2 separate regions of the Canis lupus genome follow, and region 2 is linked to region 1. The links are chromatin contacts, called in public Hi-C maps. All regions are on one chromosome and are shown on one strand. The core of a region is the stretch at or near the end of the contact, and the rest is flanking DNA. Distances in the headings are between cores, read along the strand shown.

The links. A called contact is a pair of places that touch in the nucleus more often than the background predicts.
Region 2: a contact with region 1 is called in a Hi-C map of blood, with 1.7 times the contacts expected there. The contact joins two enhancer-like sites.

The regions. Positions count from the first base shown.
Region 1 is chr33:13,109,235-13,115,284 of UU_Cfam_GSD_1.0, reverse strand. No RefSeq gene overlaps it. Among named protein-coding and RNA genes, the nearest start is that of CCDC54, 86 kb to the left of the region's middle. Within about 2 kb of position 2,619, at least 3 of the 20 cell types and tissues checked have an H3K27ac peak or open chromatin away from gene starts, as enhancers often do. A contact at or near this core is called in blood, where this site is marked.
Region 2 is chr33:13,257,727-13,264,312 of UU_Cfam_GSD_1.0, reverse strand. No RefSeq gene overlaps it. Among named protein-coding and RNA genes, the nearest start is that of CCDC54, 63 kb to the right of the region's middle. Within about 2 kb of position 4,327, at least 16 of the 20 cell types and tissues checked have an H3K27ac peak or open chromatin away from gene starts, as enhancers often do. A contact at or near this core is called in blood, where this site is marked.

The DNA.
Region 1 (6,050 bases), core at 1,370-3,869:
GGGGGAGAAAGAAAAGCCAACAAAGGGCATATTATTGAGCAGGTTGTTGCTGAGAAGTGCTGGGACTTGATCCTTTTGAGTGCTGAAGAACTTTGTAGATTTGTGAGTGTTGAAGAACTTTGTAGACTATGCCTCAGAATTATCTCACTAATGAACTAATGTCCAGCCTGCTTACCTAACAACTCTTATTCAACATTGTTTGAGGGCTGTTCCCATGGTTATTAACACTTCTGCACTTTTGTATCTACTGAGCATCTACGTGACCTTCCAAGACTTCAGAGAAATTCCTGAGGCAGAAAAACAAAGAGATGTCATACTTGAGGAGAGATGCTGACAATATGGATGGAATTGTTTATGTCAGCTACACTGAAATCAGATGGGATATGCCTTTGAAGACAAGAAGCATCTACTACACCTACATATAATTGAAGGGTATATGCTAAATTTCAAGTAGAGGTTAGGACAGAATTTATTTTGCATCCAAGCCAACAGACCTTTGACAGCCCATGGGCCACATGTTCAAAACTTCTGGTCTAGAATCTCAGTGATTCTATGTCCTCTTTCCAGGCTCACAGGAAGCCTCACTTTTTAGCTCCTCCTGCAATTAAATTGGTTATAGACTGAGCCCTAGAGAAAGATTAGGGGGCAGAAGTGAAGTATACCACTTCCAGCTCTCTTTCTCAAAATTATTCCACTCTTTGCTTGTTAGTCAAGAGACAGTTCAGTGGGAAGATGATGGAATCACACAATAGGAAGAATCTAAATTCTTGAGTCATCGTTTGGAAGAGAGCAGCCCAGGCTAGTCACCCAACTCCCATCAGACAGTGACTTGAGTAGGAGATAAACTCTGTGTGTGTGTGTGTGTGTATGTGAGTCCAGGGATATTTTGGGTTGCTCATTTTAGTAGTTGGTGTTCATTACTTTTGCTAATACAAAGTGGTATCTTACATAAGGCCAGTAGTTTCATGATTCTCACTACTTGTTGGCTATTGAAGAAAGTATTAGTCACCACCTCATTATCTTATGTGCACATGTATGATGATAATTGACAGAATCGTGTTTATGGTTTCAGCTCAAAGCAATAGTATTATTATTTTTAGATAACTTTCCTCCTAATTAAGGAGAATTGGCATTGCTATCTTGCACTTGCTGAACACAATCCGAGAAGGAAATCTTCTTTCACAATTTCAAGATAATAAACATGAGAGAAAGAATCAGCATGAAATATTGTTTTCCCTTTATCATGAGTGGCTAAGAAAATATACTGGTTATAATAAATATGAATCAATGAAAGACAAGCAGATAATCACTTGAATTTTAGATGAATAAAGAAGAAGATTCCCTAGTGTTTAATAATATGTCTTATCATTTTTAGACAAGCATAAGGATAATATGCATCTATTTGGTGTTAGATGGATTGTGACAGAGAAGTAAGAGTACTCCCTCTTGTGGTTCTTGAGAAAAATAATTCCTGCTATGAGAAAACAAATTCTGAATTCAAAGATAATTTCAATGAATCGTTAGAACTTATCTTTTTCTTCCTGACCTGGTTCTATGAAGCTGAGTAACCATTAGACTATGTTGATGTGGATCTTCTCGAGAGTGTTTGTGACCTTGTAACCTCAGGAGGAGCTGAGGATGTGATTGAGGGAAGATCTGTTCCACTTAAACTGGAAGAATTTTGTCCCTGAAGAGTAAAAAAAAAAAAAAAAAATAGTAATTGTCCCTAAATTTCTTCTTTCTTTAACTTGCAATGGTTCTCCAATGTGGTCTTGTAATTATTCTGGAGAGAGCTTACATTTAAGAGGAGTGAATTTAGTGTTGGGACATTATCTCCTCTAAAACCCATCGTTCGTTATTCTGTGGGTGAGTGTAAATCTATTCCTCAGGTATGTGATTTTTTTTTCCCCCTGTCTGTTTGGAATTTTATTTAGCAGTTTTGCTTTTCTCGTAGGACAGTTGGCTATAAAATGCTGGAAATAGGACATTTATTGATTTCTTAAAAAGTAAAATAGGGATAGTATTGCAATTGGTAGACCGAAAAAAACACATCCAAAGTCAACAGTGGTTTGATATGAAATTATCATTTGTTTTCTCATAATTGATGCCTCTTACTTTTTGCTGCAAATGTTTCATCATTAAAAACATGATATCTTTCAGGTCGGAGGAAGGGTTGACATGTGTGTAGGAAATCAATATATCTATTTGTCTCTCCATCTCGTTCTCTCTCTGGTCTCTGGTTAGATTGTAGATATTTTTCTGGTTTGCCCGGAAAAGTCCTGATTCACACTGCTGTCCCTGTGTCCCATTTGGCTTAGATGTTGTTCTCTTTTCATTTTTTTTTCAATGAAAATCTTATCAATTTGAATGTTATCAGTCATAGAATACAACTTTAAGAACATCAAAGGCAATTTTAAATTAAAAAATAAGGATTACATTAATGAATGCATTATTTGTTAAAGTACCTGTAATATGATATTAGAATGCAAAGAAACTGATTAAAGCACATGAATTGTGATGGGAAAAGAAACTGCCTTAGACTGGATGAGCTACAGCACGTCTACTCATGTCCTATTGGAGAGAAGGTCACATGAGCCACCAAGGTGCATGGCTGCTGGGAAATGTAGTTTCACTGTCAGAAATAGGAAATGGGGTTTGAAAACATTTAGTCAGTGTCTGTCACACTATCTTAGAACAAATGAATGAAGAGAAGACATGTAAGTTATATGCAGAACAAAAAAAGGAAGGTGTTATTTACACCTTACAGATAAAGAAATGAGGCTCAGAGGAACCAAGGAAATTATTTATGGCTACACAGTCAAAAAGGGGCAGAGTTAAGCATCACATCTGAGTCTATTTCACTTCCAGTTCTGACATATCCCAAAGCTTTCTTTGTAGTTCCCAGAAATCACACTTTTTACAGCACCATTTGTATCTTTATGGTTAATAGAAGCTAAGATTTAAGTGATTTACTGCAAATGTTATTATTTCTAATTTTACCTGAATTATATTACTTGCATACATTTTTCAGAAGCCATGAATAAATATAAATAACAAAATGATTTAGGGGTGCCTGGGTGACTCATTCAGTTAAGACTCTGACTCTTGATTTCAGCTCAGGTCATGATCTCAGGGTCTTGAGCTTGAGCCCTGCATCAGGCTCTGCACTGGAGCACAGAGCCTGCTTAAGTCTCTGTCTCCCTCTCCCCTGCTACTCCTCCTTACTACTCCCTACTAAAAAATGCTTTATATATACTTGTCTATCAACAATTTAGATTTGATTTAAACTTCCTAGTGAAAGTCCCTTTAATACCTTAATTATACCGACAGAAAATAGCCTCTCCTTTTCTCTATATATGTATCTATTTTATTTTTTTCCTGACTTGAGACTATGGAGTTAGAAACAAAATCTCACAGGAGATTTTTATCATTTTTTCTGGGTTCAGGATGAACACATAACCTAGTTCTTGCTCAGAGCTTTTCATTAATTTTGGGGTGAGTATAATACAAACCTGGAAGGTGTCTCTTTATACGCATCATTCTCTCCTACGTAAATAATCTTGAGACTCATAAAAGCAAAATAAAATTCTGCAATTAAATTCCCTATTGCTTTTGTTGGTTCATTTTATCAGCAGTCTGTTAACTGGTTGGTTTAATAGAACAGCTCCCTGAAAACATAAAACACGTTGAAATCCACTTTGCTGTTTTTCCATATTTGTTCAGAAGTCAGGATGTAACAATTTTTCTTTTTGTAAACTGATGCTGAATGTAATTATGTGGCTCTTAGACTTCAAAAAATACAATAAGACACATATCATACAGCTTGAGCTGTAGTGGTCCTTCCTACATTTAGAGTTAGTTTCTGCCAAGGAAGATCTTAGCTGACACCTGTTAACAAGAAAAAAAAAATTAAAGATTGTTTATGGCCTTCAACTGCTTCCCCTTACATTTCTGTCTGTCTCCGTTACAATTTCGATCAGAGTCCACATTTGAGCTGTCTGTTTAGAGCAAATTGGCTGGAAAAATGTGAAGAGAGAGGACACGACTATTCCTTCCCATAACGCTTTTATCTTTTTTTTTTTTTAAGATTTCATTTATTTATTTGAGAGAGAGAGAGAGCACACAAACAGGGGGAGGAGCAGAGGGAGGAGAAGCAGACTCCCTACAGAGCAGGGAGCCCAACACAGGGCTTGATCCGAGGACTCTGGGATCATGACCTGAGCTGAAGGCAGATGCTTAACCCATTGAACCACCCAGGCGCCCCAAACTCTATCTGGCTTCGATTTTGCTATTCTCTACCCCATACTCAGAAAACAAAGCCTCACTTTTTTACTTGATTCTGGGCCTGCAGACTTTCTTGCAAAAACAACCTTATTTCTCTACCTACCTTTGTGGAAGTGTGTTTGGTTAATTGTTCCTTTGCCCTCACCCTTTCCAAGCACAAAAACCCTGAGGCTTGTCCTTCTAGGAGGCACATGAACTAGGGAAACATAAATCTCTGTTTATCTCCAACTACAAGTCAGACATTTAACTATTCAGCAAGAAACATACTCTGTTTCACAGAGAGCAGCCACTCCGTGCTCAGTGTTCTGACGACAGGAAGCTCAGAGATCTCATATCAATGGTGTGTAAATGTAGCCGAAGAATGGACTGTGTAGACTCAACTGGAATTCAGACATGTCTGGGCAAGCCTGGCATACTGTAAGGCCATCTTTCCAAAAGATTTGTTTTTCTGATGGGCAAAGATTTCTGAGAAAATATTTGTCTTACAAGAGTATGAGTCTCAAAACTCTTAAATACATAGATGCACAAACTGCCTTTTTTTTTTTTTTTTTTTTTCTGGAGCTCTCTAAAGCAGATGCAGCAGTGAGAGTTCTTCCCTGCCAGGTAACTGTGGTAGATGGGATTCTAAAGATGCTTTCCCTTCACCCTCACTAAGATTTTTATCTCATGGTTACTCATTCAAACAGTAATCTAGGTACATCTTTGAAGAGATTTTGCAGATTGAAGTCCCAAGTTAGATGCCTTTAAAGAATGGAGATTATCCAGGTAGCTCTGATCCTATCAGATGAGCCCTTGTAAGGCAGAGAGTGTTCTGGAGGTCGGAGCAGAAAAAGAAGTTGGAAATCAAAGCACAAGGTGGGATTTGATGCCGGATTGACCATGAAGGGGGCCTTGTGCCAAGGAAGGCAGGTGGCCTTAAGTAGTTTAAGAGTGGCCCCTTTTTGATAGCTAGCAAAGAAACATGGACCTCGTTCCGTATGTGGTTAAACACCTGAAGGAGTTTGGAAGCAGATTCTTTCCTCCAGCCTCCAGCTATAAGCCCAGCCCAGAGACACCTTGAGTTCAGCTTCGTAAGACTCTACGCAGAGAACCCAGTTAAGCCATGACGGACCCCTGACCTAGAGAAGCGTGGGATAATTCCTTTGTGTTGGGTCACTATGTTTCTGGTAATGTACTAGGCAGCGATAGAAGACTAATGCATGACTGAGTATGAAGAGACTTAGTACTCCTGTGGGACCCAGGCCTCAGCTGGTGGTAGACAGTGGAATGCCAGTGGGTAAATGGGGAAGCATGGTAAGAAGAGACTTGGTGAGGGCTTATAAAACATCCCCCTGGGAACTCCCTGAAATTCTCCTGGGTGGAAGAAACAACAAGTGAAATTTGAATTGTTACAGTTAATTGAGGGGCAGAGAACTACAAGCTGATGAAGTCTGGGAAATTAATTGCACACATTTTCATAAAGTCCAGGTTAGTTCAGTCTCCTGTCATACACCTCACTTAACAAAAGGGACATGGTTTTTGTTGTTGTTTTGTTTTTATTTGTTTGTTTGTTTGTTTCTGGTTTACTTCTCCCCACTCCTGAATTCCTTTGCCTTTTTCTTGGGCCCTGATATCTCTTGGTAGCTTCCCAGAAACCTGTTTAGTAAGTATATATCCTTGAATAATGAAAACAGTGGAAATAAGTATATATTTTTATTTATTATTAAGTCTTAGCCACTGAGGTAAAATAGATAGTTCATCTTTTTCAGCATACTTAGATGCCTTTA
Region 2 (6,586 bases), core at 3,078-5,577, 150 kb before region 1:
CGAACACAACTCTTCTACAGGTTTGAGGGGCCACTGCCTGGCCAGAGGCTGACATATAGAGGGTTCTGGACAAGAAAAATGTTGAATAAATGAATGAATGTCCTACTAGCTGATCTGGAGGCCTCACCGCACCATTGCTTTATTAATGGTCTCTATCCCTCAATAACTTGTACTGTCATCAGTGGGGACAAGTTTGGGGACTTCCTTCCCTAATATATGTCAAAAGCATGTAAGTAATTATAATTTGGGCAAACACATTAATTCAAACTGAAAAAGAGAGCAAATAGAGGAGTGAGATTGCCCAAGAGCCTTAAGCTGATTGGAGCTCACCCGAAGGACAGATAGAGGCTAGCACCGGAAGTCCCTGGACCAGTGGATATTCCGGATGAGTGGTTGCTCTGTTCAGTTTAGGACAATTCAACAGATACTCATTATGTGTGAGGCACCAGACATAGTATTAGGTCCTGGGACAACAAGGGGTCTGGAATTGAGGAAATAGGATATACTTACATTTAAACAGAATTTAGTCACGTTTTAAATATTATGCTCAATATGCAATTCTTCAACTTCCTGAAAACTTTTTAGTTTAAGTACCTCTATATTTAAAGTAATAGGGTAAAAAAAAAAAAAAAAAAAAAAAAAAAGTAATAGGGTAATCTGAAGAAAAAAAAAGTATAATAAATACAAATGTTTTCCTCTCCAGATTTTTTGGACATTCTGTACTATGTAACAAATGGGCCTACTGCTTTAAACATACTGAGCAGACTGGTTCAAAATGTAAATAATATTCTACTTAAAAATATGTTAATCCTGTGACACCCAACTTTTCTAATAATACTAAACAAAATTTACATAGATTCCCGAGGACCTCCAATTTAACAGAAAAGAAGGACATAGAAAAAAGTGATTACACAGACTATGTGCCATAATAGAGGAAACAGAAGAACAGAAGTGGCCTCCTGTAAGAGCAAGAGATTGTTGCTTTGGGGGGGGCGGGATGTTAACCTAGGATTAGGAAATAATTCATAGGTGTGTGCTATCTGAACAGGGTTTGGAGCAATAAACAGGCATTTACTAAGGGAACAAGAGGGAAAAGAATTCCACGGAAAGGATGAGCATAATGCAAGAACACAAAGGCAGGAGACGGAGTTGTGGATAGGGTAGCAGACTGACTTCTGCGTTGAGGCTAGTGGATATGCCCAGCTCATCCTCACATCCTCCTCCTCCCCACACCAGGAGATTACCCCTCATTTTTTTTTTTTTTCAGTTCTTTCTTCCCAGAAACCAAATTGACTTAGTTTCCTCCCTTCTTCTGTCCCAGCCCAACCAGTCAGAGAAAATCATGTAATATTATGTTTGCCTTGTTAAGGAGTCAAATTGTATTGCATAGGGTTGATGGGGAATCAGCAAGTGGTTTTTAAATAAGGAAATAATTTGGTCACAGTTAAGAAAAAGCAGCAGTCCCCATGGTACTTGCACAGCCTCTCAACATCCCTATGATTCAAGAGATTACAAAGGAAACTATTTTTTAAGAGGTCTTATTTAGTTATTTGAGACAGAGAGAAAGAGAGAGCATAAGCAGGCGTGGGGCGGGGGGAGACAGGGGCAAAGAATCTCAAGCAGACTCTACGGGGCTAGCTCTCAAGACCCTGGGATCATGATCTGAGCCGAAATCAAGAGTCAGACCCTTAACTGACTGAGCCACCCAGGCACCCCAACGATTTTTTAAAAAAGAAGTACAAGTTGGGTTGTTCTAAGCAAGCCCAAATCTATTTGTTTAATGACAGTGTAGGACTGTCCCTGCTCAGTGCTTGAGGCTGAGGATGGGAGGAATAGCAGGCAGCCCAGATATTTCTTCTTAGCCCTAGAACCCTTCTACTCTCCAAAACAAAGAAATCGCTCTAGACTAATTCATCATACTTTCTTCATTTACTTCCTTCTCCTTTTTTCTACTTCTCAAATGTCAACAATGGGCTAGATATGGCTGTGCAGGACAAGTAGAGGGATGGCAGCATTAAGATGGGGGGGCATGCATTTGCTGCTTCTCCTCTTTAGGCCTCATGACAGCAGTGGGAGTTATTGGTAGTATGGAAAACAAAAACCCGGGGATCATCTGCAGGTCTTATTTTAGGAACTTGTTTTAGCCTTTTCTGTCACCAAACCTCTGTAGGTCCCCCCCCTTTTATTTTTAATATTAGAGTTGTCTTACCAGACATGTCTTAACATAAGCAGAAATGAAATAATTGAGTTTCACCTGGTTTCTCTCTCCCTCTGGGAGAGGAACTACAGCAGTCAAATTTCCAGAAGGCAGGCAATTAGAAGAGGAAGCTAAGGATAATCAAGATTTTACTGTACATTCATTCTAACTGTTAAATTATTTACATTCCTTGACTCCTCCTGGACTGAGCCTGTGTGGTTTGGGTGGTAGAAAGGACTTAGGGCAAGGAACCAGGAGGTGGCTCTCTGGATCTCATTCTGCAATTAATTAATCCTGTGTCTTCAGACAAATCATTTCTTTGAATCTGTTTTCCGATCAGGAAAATGAGGGAGTGTGATTATATCAGTGCTTCTCAAGTTCTACTTTGCATCAGATTCACTCGAGGTGGTTCAAAAATATGCCGATTCCCAGATGCCACTGGAGGATGGAGTGTCATTGGTTGGGCCTGTGGACTTGGCATCAGAGTGGCTGGATTTAACCTCTGCCACTTACTTACCCCGGGCGACCCTGAGAAAGTTACTTCCGTTCTGCAATATCTCCTTTTTCTCATTTTCAAGGCAGGGCTAACAATAACAGTACCTACGTTCTATTGTCCCTGGCAGGTTAAAATTATATGATGCTTTTCCTTATTTATTTTTTGATATAATGCTTTTAAAACAACAAGTATAGATTACCTGTATCAAACTAAGCATTCAACAGATGTCATAGATTATCACTTGTATAGCCCAGGGTACGTCTGTATGGTGTGTGTTTGCAGTGGCGGTGGGGAGTTGGTGTTGGGGTAGGTGCTCAGGAGTATCTGCGGAGTAAATAACGGAAGTAGAACTTAAATTTTTTTTTTTTAAAGCAACTTTTTCCTGTAGCCTGAAATCTGAAATTGTTCGTTAGCCCAGGAATTACTTTCCCAAGAAGGATAAAGAGAGTTGGAGTGTTCTGCTCAATCTTCGCCCTATGCTTACTGCGAGCCTCACGATAATTAAGAAAATAATTAAATGATGAAAGTCCCACTAGAGGGGGTGCGCTGCGAGAGGCGGGGAGCAGTCTCCAGGCCGCCGCGCTCCAGCCGGCCGCTCGCCGCGCGGTCCGAGGACTGTGCCCGGGCGTGCATCTGTGCGCACCGCATCTCGCCGCCGCCCCGAGGCTCAGTCACTGCCGTTAGGACGGACGGTTTCCTTCATCCCCGCTTCGTGTGTGGACCGGGCGCAAGACAGGACGCGGCAACTTTCGGAGCGCCCGAGGAGCAGGGCCCTGGCAGGCAGGCGCGGCGCCAACTTCCAGCCCCGCGCCCCCGGCTCGCGGCCGCTCCCGCTCGTGGGCCGCGCCTCGGCGTTGGGCGCGCAGCCTGCGGCTCCCCGGGCTGCTGGGCGGGGGGTCGCCTCGGGATCCGCGGGGGTGGCCTCCCAGAAAGATCGCCGCGAGGGGAGGAGCCCCGATTGTCCGAGAAGAAAAGCATGGCCCCATCCGGGAAGCCGAGGCTTGCCGGGAGGCCGGGGCGGCGCAGGCGGCGGGGCCCGGGCGTGCAAGTGCGAGTGCAAGTGCAAGGCGCCCCGACGGAGGCGCGCGCGTGGCTGCGACCCCTGCCCAGCACGCGGGGCTCCCGAGCCGAGCCCGCCCCGGGGCCGCCCGGGATCCGCCGCAGCAGCGCCCTGGGCCTCGCCGGGCGCCGCAGCCCCTCCCCTCCCGAGCCCGCGCTTCCGCCCGAGCCCGGCGGCCGCCGCGACCGTGGCCGAGCCCCGCCGCCTCCCGCCCCGCTGCGCGCCGCGCCCACAGGCCGGGGGGGGGGGCAGGGCCTCGGAGCCCCGGGCGGCGGGGGGGGAGGGGCGGGGGGAGGGGAGGGGGCTCCCGCGCGGGGGGGCCCGCGGCACCTGCGGCCGCTCGGCCACGCGGGCTCCGGCGTCCGCAGCGCGGGGAGCGGCCCGGGCCCCTCCCCTCCCCTCCCCTCCCGCCGCCGGGGCGTGGGGGCGCCCGGAGCTGCGGCTGGCCCTGCCCCGCGGCCGCCCGGAAGACCCCCCGCCGAGGGGCCTCCCGCTGGCCCCGAGTCTCCCTGGAAGGCGGCCCCCGTCCTCCCTTCCCCCACGCACTTGCGTCCATCTGGGTCTTGCCGCCTTCCCGAAGGGGCCGCCGCAGGCGTGCACGCGAGGGAGCAAGTCCAGACAGTGCGTGTGAGTGTGTGAGTGTGTGTGCGCGCGCGTCGCGGAGTGGTAGCAGGCTGGGAGAAAATAATAAATAAAAAAAAAATGAAATCAGTCTGAGTCTGTGACAATGAGGCCCACGCGTCCCCAGGCCGCTGGCGGTGCGGGCGGCGTCCGAGGGGGCTCGAGCGCGGCACCGACGGGCTGGGAGGCGAGCGCGGCCGCAGGCCGGCGTCAGGGCCCGGAGGGCGCTCGGGGCTTCCCGGGGCCCCTTCTCGGGGTCCGTCGTACTTTTCTGGAGCCCGCTCGGGCGCTCCTCACCGGGGCTGCAGTCGCCCCGCGCGTCGGGAGGCCCCTCCTGGGCACAGCAGAGGTGGCCTTTGTCACTTCTGCGTGTGTCGCCGGTGCTACGGGGGGGGGAGGGCGGGGGGCAGGTGCTTCGGGGGCCTGGGAGCCCGCGACGCCGAGCTCGGTGAACAGGCTCCCCCGCTGAGGACCTGGGCTCCCCCGGAGGATGACGTGTTGCCGAAGGGGCGGATGGAAGCCCACGCGCCGTCTCGCACCCGCACCCGCACCCCGCCCGGCCCGCCTGCACCCGCGCCCCGGGCCCCGCGCCGCGCCGCGTCGGGTCCCCTCGCGGGGCCACAGGCTGCCCCCGGGGCGAACCCCGCGCTGAGACGCGGCGGGCGGAGCGGAGCGCGGAGAGCGGGCTGGGCGGGCGTCGCTTCGCCGCTGCGTAGTCCTGGAATATTCTCTGCCGCGGGAGGCCTCTTCCCGGGGACTCTAACCGGGCCGCGGGCTGCGGTTCTCCCGACCGCCGACGGGGGGCAGCAGACGCCCTGCCAAGCCCCGGCGACGGTTCGGAGGCGCGTCCCCCGGGCCCCGGGAGCCGGCGTCACGGAGCGAGCGGGGCCGAGGCGCGACCTCCGCGCCCCCCTGGACTCCGCTGCGGGGACCCCGGGGCTCCCCGGCGCGAGGAGCGAGCGAGGCTCTCCGCGGCGGGCAGCGCCTCGCGAACCGAGCGTGCGGCGTAGACGAGCGGATCCTGGGTGTGCAAGTGTCGCGAGCATGAGGCGCGCAGGTGTTTGGAGGTGCCACGGGCTCTCCTGAAGCTCCGGGCCGGTTTTTGAAGTTTTCCCAGCCAGCGGAGCATCTAAAATTACGGCCACCCTAATCTTTTTGGGGGCGGTGATAGCTGTCAAACCGGTCTGACTTTTTCTGCAAAGCCTGTCGTCGGCAGGTGGGAACTGCTGCGGCCCCCGGGTCGCCTCCTCGCTGCGGGGAGGACCCCGCGACCCCGGGGCGGGCCCCCGGGTGGCCCCGCCCCGCCCCCCGCCCCGCGCCCTGGGGCCCCGCCGCGCGCTCCACGCCAGGCCAGCCGAGTGTTCAGAGTCGCCAGAGACGCTATAGATCTTCTCCGAGGACATGTGGTTTCAGAAATGAACTTTTCTTTTCTTCTTCTTTCTCCTTCTTCTTTCTTCTCCTTTCTTCTTCTTCTTTCTTCTTCTAATTTCTTTCTTTCTCCTTTCTTCTCCTTCCTCTCCTTCTTCCTCTTTGTCCTTCTCCTTCTTCCTCTCCTTGTCCTTGTCCTTCTCCCCCTTCTTCTCCCTCTCCTCCCTCTCCTTCTCCTTCTTCCTCTCCTTCTTCTTCCTCTCCTTGTCCTTGTCCTTCTTCCTCTCCTTGTCCTTCTCCCTCTCCTTCTCCTCCTTCTTCTCCCTCTCCTCCCTCTCCTTCTCCTTCTCCTTCTTTGTCTCCTTCTTCCTCTCCTTGTCCTCCTCCTCCTCCTTCTCCCTCTCCTCCTCCTTCTTCCTCTCCTTCTCCTTCTTCGTCTCCTTCTTCTCCTTCTCCTCCCTCTCCTTCTCCTTCTTCCTTTCCTTGTCCTTGTCCTTCTTCCTCTCCTTCTCCTTTTTTTTTTTTTACTAAATTAAAAATACGTTTGTAGAGCATTGGTTTTTTTTTTTTAAGAAAAAGAAAATAAAGTGTAAAAATGTAACAGCTGACTATGACAGTTATCTCTAAATATTTTATATTTTTTAGATTTGTGATTCATTAATTTATTTCTTCAAGATTTTATTTATTCATTCATGAAAGACAGAAAGAGAGAGGCAGAGGGAGAAGCAGGCTCCCTGTGGGGAGCCCCACGCAGCATTCGCAGCATTCGATCCCAGGGTCCTGGAATCCTGCCCTGAGCCAAAGGCAGATGCTCAGCCTCTGAACCACCCAGGTGCCCTCTAAA